Regions from separate parts of the Sus scrofa genome. Here region 2 is linked to region 1. The links are chromatin contacts, called in public Hi-C maps. All regions are on one chromosome and are shown on one strand. Each heading gives the region's core, a stretch centred on a gene start, on an enhancer-like site or on the middle of the called end of the contact. The rest is flanking DNA. Distances are from core to core; before and after follow the strand shown. Region 1 holds the start of IHH (indian hedgehog). Region 2 overlaps NHEJ1 (non-homologous end-joining factor 1).

Region 1 (5,649 bases), core at 1,737-4,236:
TTCCAGCCTGGGAACCTCCATATGAGGCAGGAAGCGGCCCTAGAAAAGGCAAAAAGACAAAAAAAGAAAAAAAAAAGAAAGAAAAAAGAAAAAATTTGAGATTCACATCTTGAACAGCCATTGTGTCCTGAGAAAAGATTGTAGGCTTAGAGCCAAAAATCCCCAGGTTTAAGTCAGTCTTGACTATGGGACCACAGGCAAGTTACTTTACTTCTAGAGCTTTAGAGTATAATAATTGCTGTGCACAGAGAGCTATTGTGAAGATTTTACTACGTGCTTAAAGCACCTGTCATGGAGAAAAGACTAGATAAATATTAGCCCTCCACCTGACTCTCCTGGACACACCCTGATCACTGCTCCTAAGTTAGCCAGGCCAAGAAGGTCTAGACTTAGATTGGCACACAATCCAAACCCACGAGGTTGTACTGCTATGGAAGCGCCCCTGATGCTAAGCCATATTATCAGCACTGCCTAAGTAATTCTTATTTGACGTGGATCAGATCTTTACCAGAGATTTGTATTCAGCAGGATCACAGCTTAAGAGGAAAAATGAGAAGAAGAATGGTTAAGTTAATAACGGGTTATAAGGTAGACCCTCTGAGAGAAGCTCAAAGAAATTGTCTTTCACTTGGAGAAAAGAAGATTGAAAGGAACAACACTTCAACCATAACCCTTCAACCATAACACTTCAACCTTAACGGGGATAAATAAGTGGCTTAATGGCCTTACTCTCTAAGACAAGAAAAAGAGGAAAAAAGTTGAATTTGCATTAGAGAGGGAGGAAGAGAGAAAGAATGAATTTAAGGCAAAACTTCTCTAAAATATTATGATCAAACACTGGGATAGGTGACCATGGAAGCCTATGGGATTTTCTTTTTTAGACCTCCCCAAAACAGAGAGCCCCTGTTAGTCTGGGCTGCAAGAGGTACTAACCTAGCGAGGTAGTGTGTCCCAGAAATATAAGCAGGAGATGGGTGGGGAATATTGCAGGGCTAGTTCCCAAACCCGGGAAAACAAACCTTAAAGCAGCTTGGGAGCTTTCAAGGAAAAGAAGCAAAGTTAGAGTAATCTGTGACTGGGAGACCCAGAATCCAAATGCATATATAAGAATGAACATGGGGTGTGGGAGTACAGGCAAAGGGGAGTACAGGCAATGATCTATTTTGTCCCCAGGTGGCAGACTTCCCTCCTCCCTGGGGGAGACACCCTACCTTCCCCTCAGTGTCCTTTTCTGTCATAAGAAGTGCTTGGATTAAGCAAACCCTTCTGAGTCCCTTCCAATTCTGAAATAGTGTTTCAAATGGTGACATTGTGGACCAGAGGATGTGTGAGTACATCTTCGAAAGCATGTACCAATGCTTCAAACCCAGGCTGTACTGAATGCATGAGAGCTGCCCAGAGGGCCAATACCTCTGCAAGGGTGAGGGCTGGGGCTCTGGGGTCAGTTATGGGAGGTGGGGTTTGAATCCCTCAGCCTGGAGCAAGTTCCTTTACTTCTCTGAACTTCAAAATCTTCATTTGTGAAAGAGGGATGATAACGTTCCTTTGAAGTCATAAGTTTAAATTAGGTAATGCAAGTAGAATGCTTAGTATAATAAAATCTAATAGATTCCATGTATCAGGCACATAAAGGTCAAGAAAACAGTATCTATTGTGTTAGTATTCTTGAAATGAGAACTTTCTATTTCTCACCCTTTTATTTCCATCTCTATTGAATTTGTAGAAAATACTGCAACCAAATCAGATAGTTTGTGGTGCTGGTGGTGTTTGTTTTTAACACACTTGGCCTTTCTTGTTTTAACAGAATGAATCCTAATTCATCAGGTTTCCTGAATGGCATTAAAATACACCTGCAACTCATGATTACCTCTCTAGCTGCCTCCACGCATTCTCTTTGTCATTTGTAAAGTAGAACTGAGAGTAACTATTTAGCAGCTCTTGTGTGCGGGTCGGTGTCTTTGAATCTTTTTTGTTTGGTTTTGTTTGTTTGTTTCCATTCTTAATAAGCCCCTGCCCTGCGATCAATGCCTGCCCGGCTTAAACGTGGTCACTCGTGGTTCCTCCCGTATTCTCTTGGTGTCACCATTTAATCGCTCTTCTCTTCACCTTGGCCTGTTCCTTTGCAACTTCATCTTGCCCCCTTTAACAGTGTTTCCAACACAACCCCCCCCCCGTTTGATTCTTCATGAGGCTGGATGCCCCAACTCCCAGCTTCACACCGAGCGGCCGCAGGTTGTGCACCGGGCTGATACAGAATTCAGCTCCACCAAGCTGAGAGGGCGCGTCTCCTGGGTCAGGGTGGGGCACCAGGTTATGAGCGGCCTCCTGTCTTTTGGGTTTACTTCCCCGCAGGGGACACCGTAGGCGGCTATGCGGTCCGGCCACTGCCCCCCGCCCCTCGCGTCCGGCCGCGCCGTGGGTTGCGGTCTCTGTGGGGGTGGCAGCTCCCGTACGGGAGGTTTGCGCCTGGCGGGGCACCCCGGAGCCGCGGGGAGCCCAGAAGGGAGGCCAAGGTGGGGTGGGGCGCGTCCGGGCGGGGAGGGCGAACTCAGGCAGCGCAGGGGGCGCCGAGGGCAGCGGGCGGGCGGACGCGCGGCGGAGGAGCGAGAGGGACGAGGGCTGGCTAGTGCCGGGGCCGCCCGCCCGAGGGGGAGGAGGCTGTGCTGCCCTTGCCGCAGGTTTGCTGTCGAGCGCACAGGAGGCAGGGACATGGGTAGGGTGCGGTCTGCGCGGGGCCCGAGCCCGGATCTCTTCCATTTCCCTTCTCACTCGGCCCCGGGCTGCGCCACAGACGGCAGCAGCTCCCGCTCCGCCCCAGCCGCCTGACCGCCGGGCCGGGGTGCTAACCGCGGGGCCCGCCAGCCCGCCGGTCCGGCCAGCCCAGCCCAGCCCGGCGGCCCGCAGCCCCGCCGCCCCCCGCCGCCGCCGCGTTGCCAAAACAAACGGGCCGGCCTATTTATTGGCGGCCGGCGAGCCGGGCAGCTCAGAGTCGAGGCGCCGAGGGGGACAGCGCGCCGCCACCAGCCAGGGCCCCGGGCCCCCGCCCCGCACCTGAGTCCCGCCAGCCCTGCGCCACGCCGCGCAGCTCATGGCGCCCCCACCTGGAGCCCCCCGGAGCCACCCGGACGCCTGAGCCCTCGCAGCGCTCCCGTCGACTTGCCCACCCATCAGCCCACCAGGCGTCCTCGCCCGCCGCTCTCCCGGGCTTCCCGGCCATGTCTCCCGCCCGGCTCCGGCCCCGACTGCGGTTCTGCCTGCTGCTGCTGCTGCTGCTGGTGCCGGCGGCTCGGGGCTGCGGGCCGGGCCGGGTGGTGGGCAGTCGCCGGCGGCCTCCGCGCAAGCTCGTGCCGCTCGCGTACAAGCAGTTCAGCCCCAATGTGCCGGAGAAGACCCTGGGCGCCAGCGGGCGCTATGAAGGCAAGATCGCGCGCAGCTCGGAGCGCTTCAAGGAGCTCACCCCTAACTACAATCCCGATATCATCTTCAAGGACGAGGAGAACACCGGCGCCGACCGCCTCATGACCCAGGTGAGCGCGACCCGCCCTCGCAGGGCGCCTCCGCCGCCGAAGCACCGCCACCTGCCCGGCCCTACCCGCCCCCTGGCACCTTTCCTTGACTGGCTGGCACGCCCCCTGGCACCTGCCCCTCTCGCCAAGCCCGGATGCCTCCTGCCCAAGATGGGCCGGCCGGGGTCCCGGTGGAATGTTGGCACCCTCGAGCCCTCAGGAGGCTGTGAGAAGAGCTGCCCGCTGCCAAGCGCCACAGCCCAGCGGGTTGGCGGTGGCCCCTCTGCCCCGGAGCGCTGGCAGCTCAGGTCAGACGCAGCACCTGGAGGTACCTCTACCCGACTGCCTCCTGAGCCTCCAGGACGCACCTCCCGGGCTATCCTTGCGCACCTCTGCGCCCCTTTCATTTCGAGGCCTCGGCACCCCCCAAGGCGAAGAAGCTCCGGGCACGGAGGGCCTCCCCGGCCTTTCCTCCCCGCGCACTCTTGGTTCGCTGCGCTGCCCTCTCCTGGAGCAGCGTCCCGGCGGGGTCCGGGTTTAGGGAACAGCGGGGAATAGTAGAGCCAGGAGACGGAGGTGGGAAAGGGCGCTTGCCCGGCGAGCCCACGTGTCTGTCCCGAGAGCTGAGCGGCGCGGCTGCAGTTGAAGGTGGGGTGCCGGGCCTCCGGGTTCTGGAACCGAACTTGGGGATCCCTGGGTTTGGTGGCGGGGTTGGCTTGAAAGAGAGGGTCTGAGATGCGGGGCAGCCCCACAGCGGAGCTAGTCTGCTCGGAACAGGACCAGAACACGACCCAAGCGCCGGGGAAAGGGTGGGGTGGAGGTGGGGAACAAACTTTCTCCCCAGCAGCTGGGTTCGCAAGGGAAGTGACCTACGTGTCCCCTTCCTCAGTGGTCTCCCGGGGCTTCCACCGCAGGCTAGCAGCCCGTTTTCTAGGTGCTTTGGGAAGGACAGCTAGACTGCGGCCCTCAGCATGCGCCCTGGCGCCGGGGCTGGCTGGCCGGTGTCGGGGCGAAGGTTGGCTTGTGGCCGGGCCGGGCCGGGCGCCGAGGAATGCAGATAAGGATCCGGGCCACGGGCTGGGCAATCATTGACAGCGCGCGCCCGGGCTCTGGACCCGAGGAAAGGGGCGGGAGAGGGAGAGAGGGGCGGGGAGCAGGGGCCGCGGCGGGCGGATTAGGTGGGTGGGTGGTTAGAAGCCTGGCGGCAAAGAGCACATGGAGCTCCCTCCTGGGGCAGTGAGATCCCCCAGCTAGACTGCAGCCTGGCAGGACCCGTCAGGGCCTTGGGTTGTAGCTGCTGTTGGCCTCTCAGAGACCAAGTCCAAGGGTCTGTGGGGCCTGGGCTCCGAGAGGTAGGGGTAGTTTGAGACATGGGCTGCCCACACTTGGCAGCGTCTGGCACCTCAAAGTTAAGGACAGTGGAAGGGCCTCTTCTCCAAGACCCCTCTCCCCAGTCAGCTGCGGGGTCCCTTGGGTGGCCCTTGCCTGGAAGGCCCTCAGGGAGCCAACACAGACAATGATCTCTGCCGTCCTTCCCCCAGGGCCGGCTCAACTCCCACTCCGTGAGAGGCGGAGCGTGAAGCCGGTTCCCTGAGACCACGCGCTGGGTTTCTCGAGTTCCTTCCCAGATAGGAGCGGTGCAGAAGTGCAGAGGTGCTGAGGACTCGGCTCAGGGAGAATGCTGCCTGTTTATCAATCCTGAGCGCACCCCTTGCAGCAGGAGGCGCTCGGAGCGTTCTCCATCTGGCCAAGGCAGGCGCTCTCCTTTGCCCTAGGTTCTGGTTCCCGGGTTGCCGCCTCCCGGGCTCGGGTGTATACAAGTTTTGGATCATGAGGGTCCCAGCAGGAATGCTCTGTGGCGCCGAGGGATCCAGGCAGGCTTGGGATTCCCCTCCAATACGCCCCGGGGTTGCTGGAGCGCTCCGCACCTGCCGCGCCTGGCCGCTGCGGGGGCCTCAGCCCTGGGGCTACGGTGACACCTACTGGGCGCCTCGGGCCTTGCACGCCTAGCAGGCGGGCCGCAGGCAGTCGGCTCCGCTACCACTTTTACCCTCCCGGCCGCAGGCAGTCCCTAGTGTCTAGCGCCGCGGTGAGACCGAGGGACCTGGCGTTCAAAAGGTGGAGCCCTGCCTGTGGAGGGACC
Region 2 (5,649 bases), core at 1,833-4,332, 52 kb before region 1:
TCTGGTCTTAGGACCTGCAGCCCACTGGCTTGGCCAGGCTCTGTCTCACAAAGGACACTTGGGCTGAAGGGAGTTAGATAAGGGGCCTTGCAGGTGGAGATAACAGACTTTTTCTAGGGATCAGAGGACAGAGAACACTGTTTAGTCTTTGACTGCCCTAAAATGTCATCACTATACCTTCCTTTGCAGGAGAGATTCTAGAAATGTGAGACTTGAGAAAAAGTGGTCCTTTCTTTTGAAATCTGTACTATGTCTGTCCTTTTCTCTCTCAGCAGTGTTAACCCCTTATCCAAGAACCCTGGGTTCGAATTTTGGTAGCTGCTTCTTGAGTAAGATGAGGCGAATATGTAAGGTAATCTCTTGAGGCCTTTCCAGTTTTTAATACTGTAGATTTAATGAAAACTAGAACATTGGACTAGGGTATTAAGAGTAAATTCTATTCCAGTTGCTAGCTTTAAAGTCATTTAACGAATGACTCCTGAGCTAGCCATTTTTCCTTCCAGTCGTAGCTAAGGGGATAATTTCCCTGGTAGGATTTCTTGTGAATGGATGAGATTTTATTTAAAAGAACTCTGAGCTGTTTAAATAAAAGAGAAATATGTCTTACCTGTCTGCCTGCGCCCCTTTTCACCAAGGTATTTACCTTTTTTCTGCTTGTGAGTATCTTCCTGGCTTGGACAATTTCGTCCAACAGGGCGTCAGAGCTTCAGGATCTGAAATGGAAGAGAGCTCTGACGTGAACCATGGGTGGGGGCCCAGCCTCCGCAGCCACCTCCTTACTCCTTCTCGGACCTCCTAGACCCATGTCCACTTTAGGGCCTTTGCACTTGCTGGTCCCTCTGCTGAGAATGTTCTTCCCCAGACACCTGCATGGCTGCTTCCCCTCTTCCTCTAGGCCTTTTCCCTGTGCTACCTTCCAGTCGAGAACTTCGTAGCCACCTTGTCTAAAATTTCACCCCCAACCCTACCAGTACCATCTGTCCCCTTTCCCTGCTCTGTTTTTCTCCTTTGCATTTATAGCAACCCAACTTGCCCCAGGTTGAACTTTTTATTATGTTATTTTCCTCCCCTGTGAAGGCATGGATTCTCCATGAGGGCAGGGATTTTGTCTCTGTGTTCATCACTGTCTCTGCAATGCCCCTGGAACAATGCCTGGCACACATAAGCTCTCAAAACAGGTATGTCGAATAAACAGAAGGGAAGGGAGGGCAGGAGAAGCAGGCTGTCTAAACTGATGGTTCTTCCTAGGGGGTACCTAACCCATCGGGGAGGCGATCAGAGTGATTTGGAGGCCTTTTCAAGTATTCATACCCTTATGACAAAATTCTGATATGTGCCCCCGAAACAGTTAAGTATCATGTGTAATAACCTTTAGTTACCCATGAAAATATTCAGTATGACTCGTGTGTATTGGGTGGGAAAAGTCGAGAACCACTGTCTAGGCAGGCTGACAAGCCTGTCCCCTTCTTGGCCTATGAATCCCAGGCAGCCCTCATGGCAGGAGGAGATTTGTTGTTTTTCTCCCCCTTCCCACCTTTCCCCACCTCCTATCTACCCCTAACCCACAACTCCTCGCCCCCCACTTCCCTTTATTCTCAGCCAGACCCCCGCCCGCCTCCCTCTGCACACAGAGGCTGCCTGCGTCGTCGTGAGTAGTTGTAGTTGGGACACAGAGAGCCCTTGACGGCAGCAAGCACTTCTTGTGACATCAGCTCTGTGGCTTTAGGGGGAAGGCTGTGGCTCCGGGTCCCCAAGGGAGGGGGCTGTTTTTCTCTTCTTGATTGTTCACGTTGGTGCCCGTCTGACTTATAAACTTTAATGGCCAGTTTTAAAGGTTACTGCCATGGGGCACCTTTGTTGCCAGTTTTAGTTTTTTAATTTGGAAACTTTTTTTTTCCCCTTGTGGTCTTGGGAGGAAAGATTTGGGGCCATTTGGGGCTGGGAATTGGTATTTGTGGGTGGTGATGAGATAGCACAGCAGCATTCTGGGTCTGGCTCCTATAACCAGAATCTCTGCCAGATTATCTAGTGGCCCAAATGAACCCCAACGGGAGAAGGGGAAGACTGACATTGGGATGTCCAGTCTTGGGCAGTATTGGTCAAGGGTGTCGAGGGTTGGGAGCTTGTTGGGCTGTCTGAGAAGTATGGTAGCCACCATTTAGGCACTGGAGCCCTGGGAAAGGAAGGAGACTTCTCACTTTCATCCTAAGCCTCTTACCTCCCCCTTCACCTCTAGTCGTAATCCTTTGCTTTGACCATGAACATCATCAACAATAGTCAGGTTTAATAGGGATGGAGACAGGGCTCCAGATTAGAATGGATAGTGGAGAATGTGGTCCACTGGTGGTTGCCCCAGTGTGACACAGATACAGAACTAACACAGAACGCTTCGCTGAGTCTCTCTGCCAAGTCTTTTCACTGTTGATCTTTGTGCCTTTGTTAACAAACAAAACTGAAGCCCTTTTCTCCACTCAGGGTAACTTCCCAAAGTTTTACACGTCAAAAAATGGTTATTGCCCATCTCAGAATCCTCCTCATTCCTAGGGAAAAAACCGTATTATAGAATAATACTCAATAATAGCATCTTGGAATCAGAAGGAATTATTTATAGAACTCTAATAAGACCAAGAAGTACTTGGGTACTTCTCTTGTTGTGGGGTCATAATACAAATAAACGGGTATGTCATCTAACAAACAGACCCCGAGAAAGGGCAAGCCTACCAATCCATGAATGTTTAAACACTTAACTCCCAGAGATATGCTCCTTATGGACTGTTGGCTGGTGTCTTTCATAGCTGAAACCCATATCTCACCTCTCTAGTGTTTGAATGTGTTAGCCTGAACTGGGGATTCAACTTGGAATGAAGGGGAATAATTCAGGAAAGGTTGCCTGCTAGAGAAAGCAGGGATAGCTCAGCTCTCTAAGATGTCCAAGTGCGAGGACAGACCCTTCCAGGCAGCTTTGACACCTTCCACAAGACACATCATAGAGGGTCTTGGATTCAGATCTCACTCCTGGCTGTTCTTCCTGGGCTGGACAAAGCTGGACGTGCTTCTCGTTCCCTGTGTTGCAGGGCGGGGGAGGAGGTGTGGGGGTTGGCTCGGGGCTGGGCCACAATTAGTGACCTGGAAGCTGGGCTGGGCACCCAGAGGCTATAAATAGCAGACATGGAGCAGTCACTGAGCGGACTCGAAGCCCAGCCAGACTAGCCGCGTTTCAAGTGGTCTGGGTGGGATTTTTTTTTTTCTCTGTTAACCATTTGTACATCTGGTTTCCTCCGTGTTGGTGGGGGCAAAGGAGGAGGGGCGGGGTTGTGAGCAGAACCAGAAGTTCATATGTGGAGTAGCTTCTTGGTTAGTTTTGCCATATGTGTATCTGGGTGCTTTGGGGTCCTTAGAACTGGTAGGTATCTGGGAGTAACAATGGTGGCCATCAGAAGATAAGGTCTCAGAGCAGGACGTGTGGTGTGGGAAATGCAGAAGTGCAGGGCCCCGTCACCCAAGTGTGGATGGTGTCCCTGAAGAGAGCGAGAAGTGGAGTCTCACATGGATTATTCAGGACTAGACTGGGGCCTCTTAGTGCTCAGTTCTCTATGAAACTGCCCCTCTTGCAGCCAAGCCAGTTTGCTCACCTTCGTCTTTATAGGCATTGCTGATTCTTGCTTCTCTGCATTTGTTCCTGTCATCGACCCTGGATTCGAAATCAGAATGCTTTGATTTTTTAAAAATCATTGAAATACAGTTGATGTACAACATTATGTTAGTCGGGCATACTGCTTAGTGATTTGGCATTTGCACACATTATGAAATCACCATGATAAGTCTAGTAACCATCTGTCGCCATATAAAGTTATTCCACTATCATTGACCATAATCCTTACACTGTATATGGCAGCCCCGTAGCTTGTTTATAACTGGGGGTTTCCACCTCTCTCTTCACCTGTTTTGCTCCTCTACCCCCATCCTTCAGACAGCTTTGTTATTCGTATTTATGAGTCTGTTTTCATTTTGTTTTACTTATTGTTTTGTTTTATTTATTGTTTTTAGATTCCACATATAAGTGAGATCATATGGTATTTGTCTTTGACTTATTTCACTTAGCATAATACCCTCCAGATCCATCCATGTTGTCACAAATGGTAAGATTTTATGTTTTTATGGCCGAGAACTATTCCATTTTATTTATATATGTGTATATACACATATACACACCGCATCCTTTTTTTTTCTTTTTTGGCTGCTCCCGTGGCATGCAGAAATTCCTAAGCCAGGGATCAAACCCATGCCATAGCTGTGACAACACGGGATCCTTTAATTGCTAGGCCACCAAGGTACTCCCCCATCTTCTTTATCTGTTCATTTGTTGATGGACCCTTGGGTTGCCTCCATAACTTGGCTACTGTGAATAATGCCTCAGTGAATGTTGCTGTTACTTTGGTTTGAACTCCATTTCTTCCATTTATTTATTTGTCACTTGGACATATTTGTTAAGCTCCTTGGGCTTCCCTTTCATTCATCAGTCAATAAGCAAATTTTTTTTTTTTTTCTGCTTTTCAGGGCCGCCCCCAGGGCATGTGGAGGTTCCCAGGCTAGGTGTCGAATCGGAGCTACAGCTGCCGGCCACAGCCACAGCAACACCAGATCCGAGTTGCCTCTGTGACCTACACCACAGCTCACAGTAACACTGGATCCTTAACCCACTGAGCGAGGCCAGGGATTGAACCCACAACCTCACGGTTCCTAGTTGGATTTGTTTCTGCTGCGCCACGACAGGAACTCCCAGTCAATAAGCAAGTTTGATAGAATACTCCTTAAAGTTCCTTCTAGCTTTTATAAGCCCATACATTGATTTCAATCCGTCCATTTCTATTTTTCTTCTTCAGGAAGAAAATTCACCTTTGCCAGGAAGTCTCGTCTGAATTTATCAGTTCAATCTTACCTTCCTGTTACTTCACAGACCACTAGCAATTATACAAATAGTTTATTTTCTCTCACATATATGTTTCTTTGCAGTTATTTTCTTGCTGTTTTCACTTATATGTATTTTGTCTCTTCAAGTAGATTACAAGTTTTTTTTTTGTTTGTTTGTTTTTTTTGTTTTTTTTTCTGTCTTTTGTCCTTTGTCGTTTTTTAGGGCTGCACTCGCGGCATATGGAGGTTCCCAGGCTAGGGGTCTAATCGAAGCTGTAGCCGCCGGCCTACGCCACAGCCACAGCAACATCAGATCCGAGCCTCATCTGTGACCTACACCACAGCTCACCGTAACACTGGTTCCTTAACCCACTGAGTGAGGCCAGGGATCGAACCCGCAACCTCATGGTTCCTAGTCAGATCCGTTTCTTTTGCGCCACAACGGGAACTCTGATTACAAGTTTTTGAAAGTAGGAAACCCTATTTTCTCCATCTCTGCCACTCGCCATGCTTACTATGAATATTTTAGGCAGCTTCGAAGCCCGCTAACACTTCCCTGAGAGGCACACCTGGAGTAAATTGGGAACAGGAGGTAACCTATATGCTTTCAGCAAACTCCACTTCGAGAGGTGACTTTGTCAGAGTGAAAACAGTGAATGAGAGCTCAGATGGGAGATTTCATGCGTTTTACTGGAATCATGGGATTCCAGTCCCATTGCTTTGCTGATTCTTTCTTTC

The links. A called contact is a pair of places that touch in the nucleus more often than the background predicts.
Region 2: a contact with region 1 is called in a Hi-C map of liver, with 10 times the contacts expected there. The contact joins the enhancer-like site here to the promoter of IHH in region 1. A contact is called at or near these places in 1 of 5 promoter capture datasets (liver), 21 of 47 Hi-C or Micro-C datasets (alveolar macrophages, embryonic fibroblasts, epiblast stem cells and 10 more) and 1 of 2 datasets of contacts at active chromatin or transcription factors (skeletal muscle).

Annotation. Positions count from the first base shown.
Region 1 is chr15:121,087,458-121,093,106 of Sscrofa11.1, reverse strand. It overlaps IHH (indian hedgehog), which reads left to right and starts at 2,986. Exons shown (of 4, transcript NM_001244470.1): 1 at 2,986-3,527. The coding sequence starts at 3,216.
Region 2 is chr15:121,139,599-121,145,247 of Sscrofa11.1, reverse strand. All of the region lies in intron 6 of NHEJ1 (non-homologous end-joining factor 1), which reads left to right. All of the region lies in intron 18 of SLC23A3 (solute carrier family 23 member 3), which reads left to right. Among named protein-coding and RNA genes, the nearest start is that of NHEJ1, 48 kb to the left of the region's middle. Within about 2 kb of position 3,082, at least 7 of the 83 cell types and tissues checked have an H3K27ac peak or open chromatin away from gene starts, as enhancers often do. A contact at or near this core is called in fetal liver and liver, where this site is marked.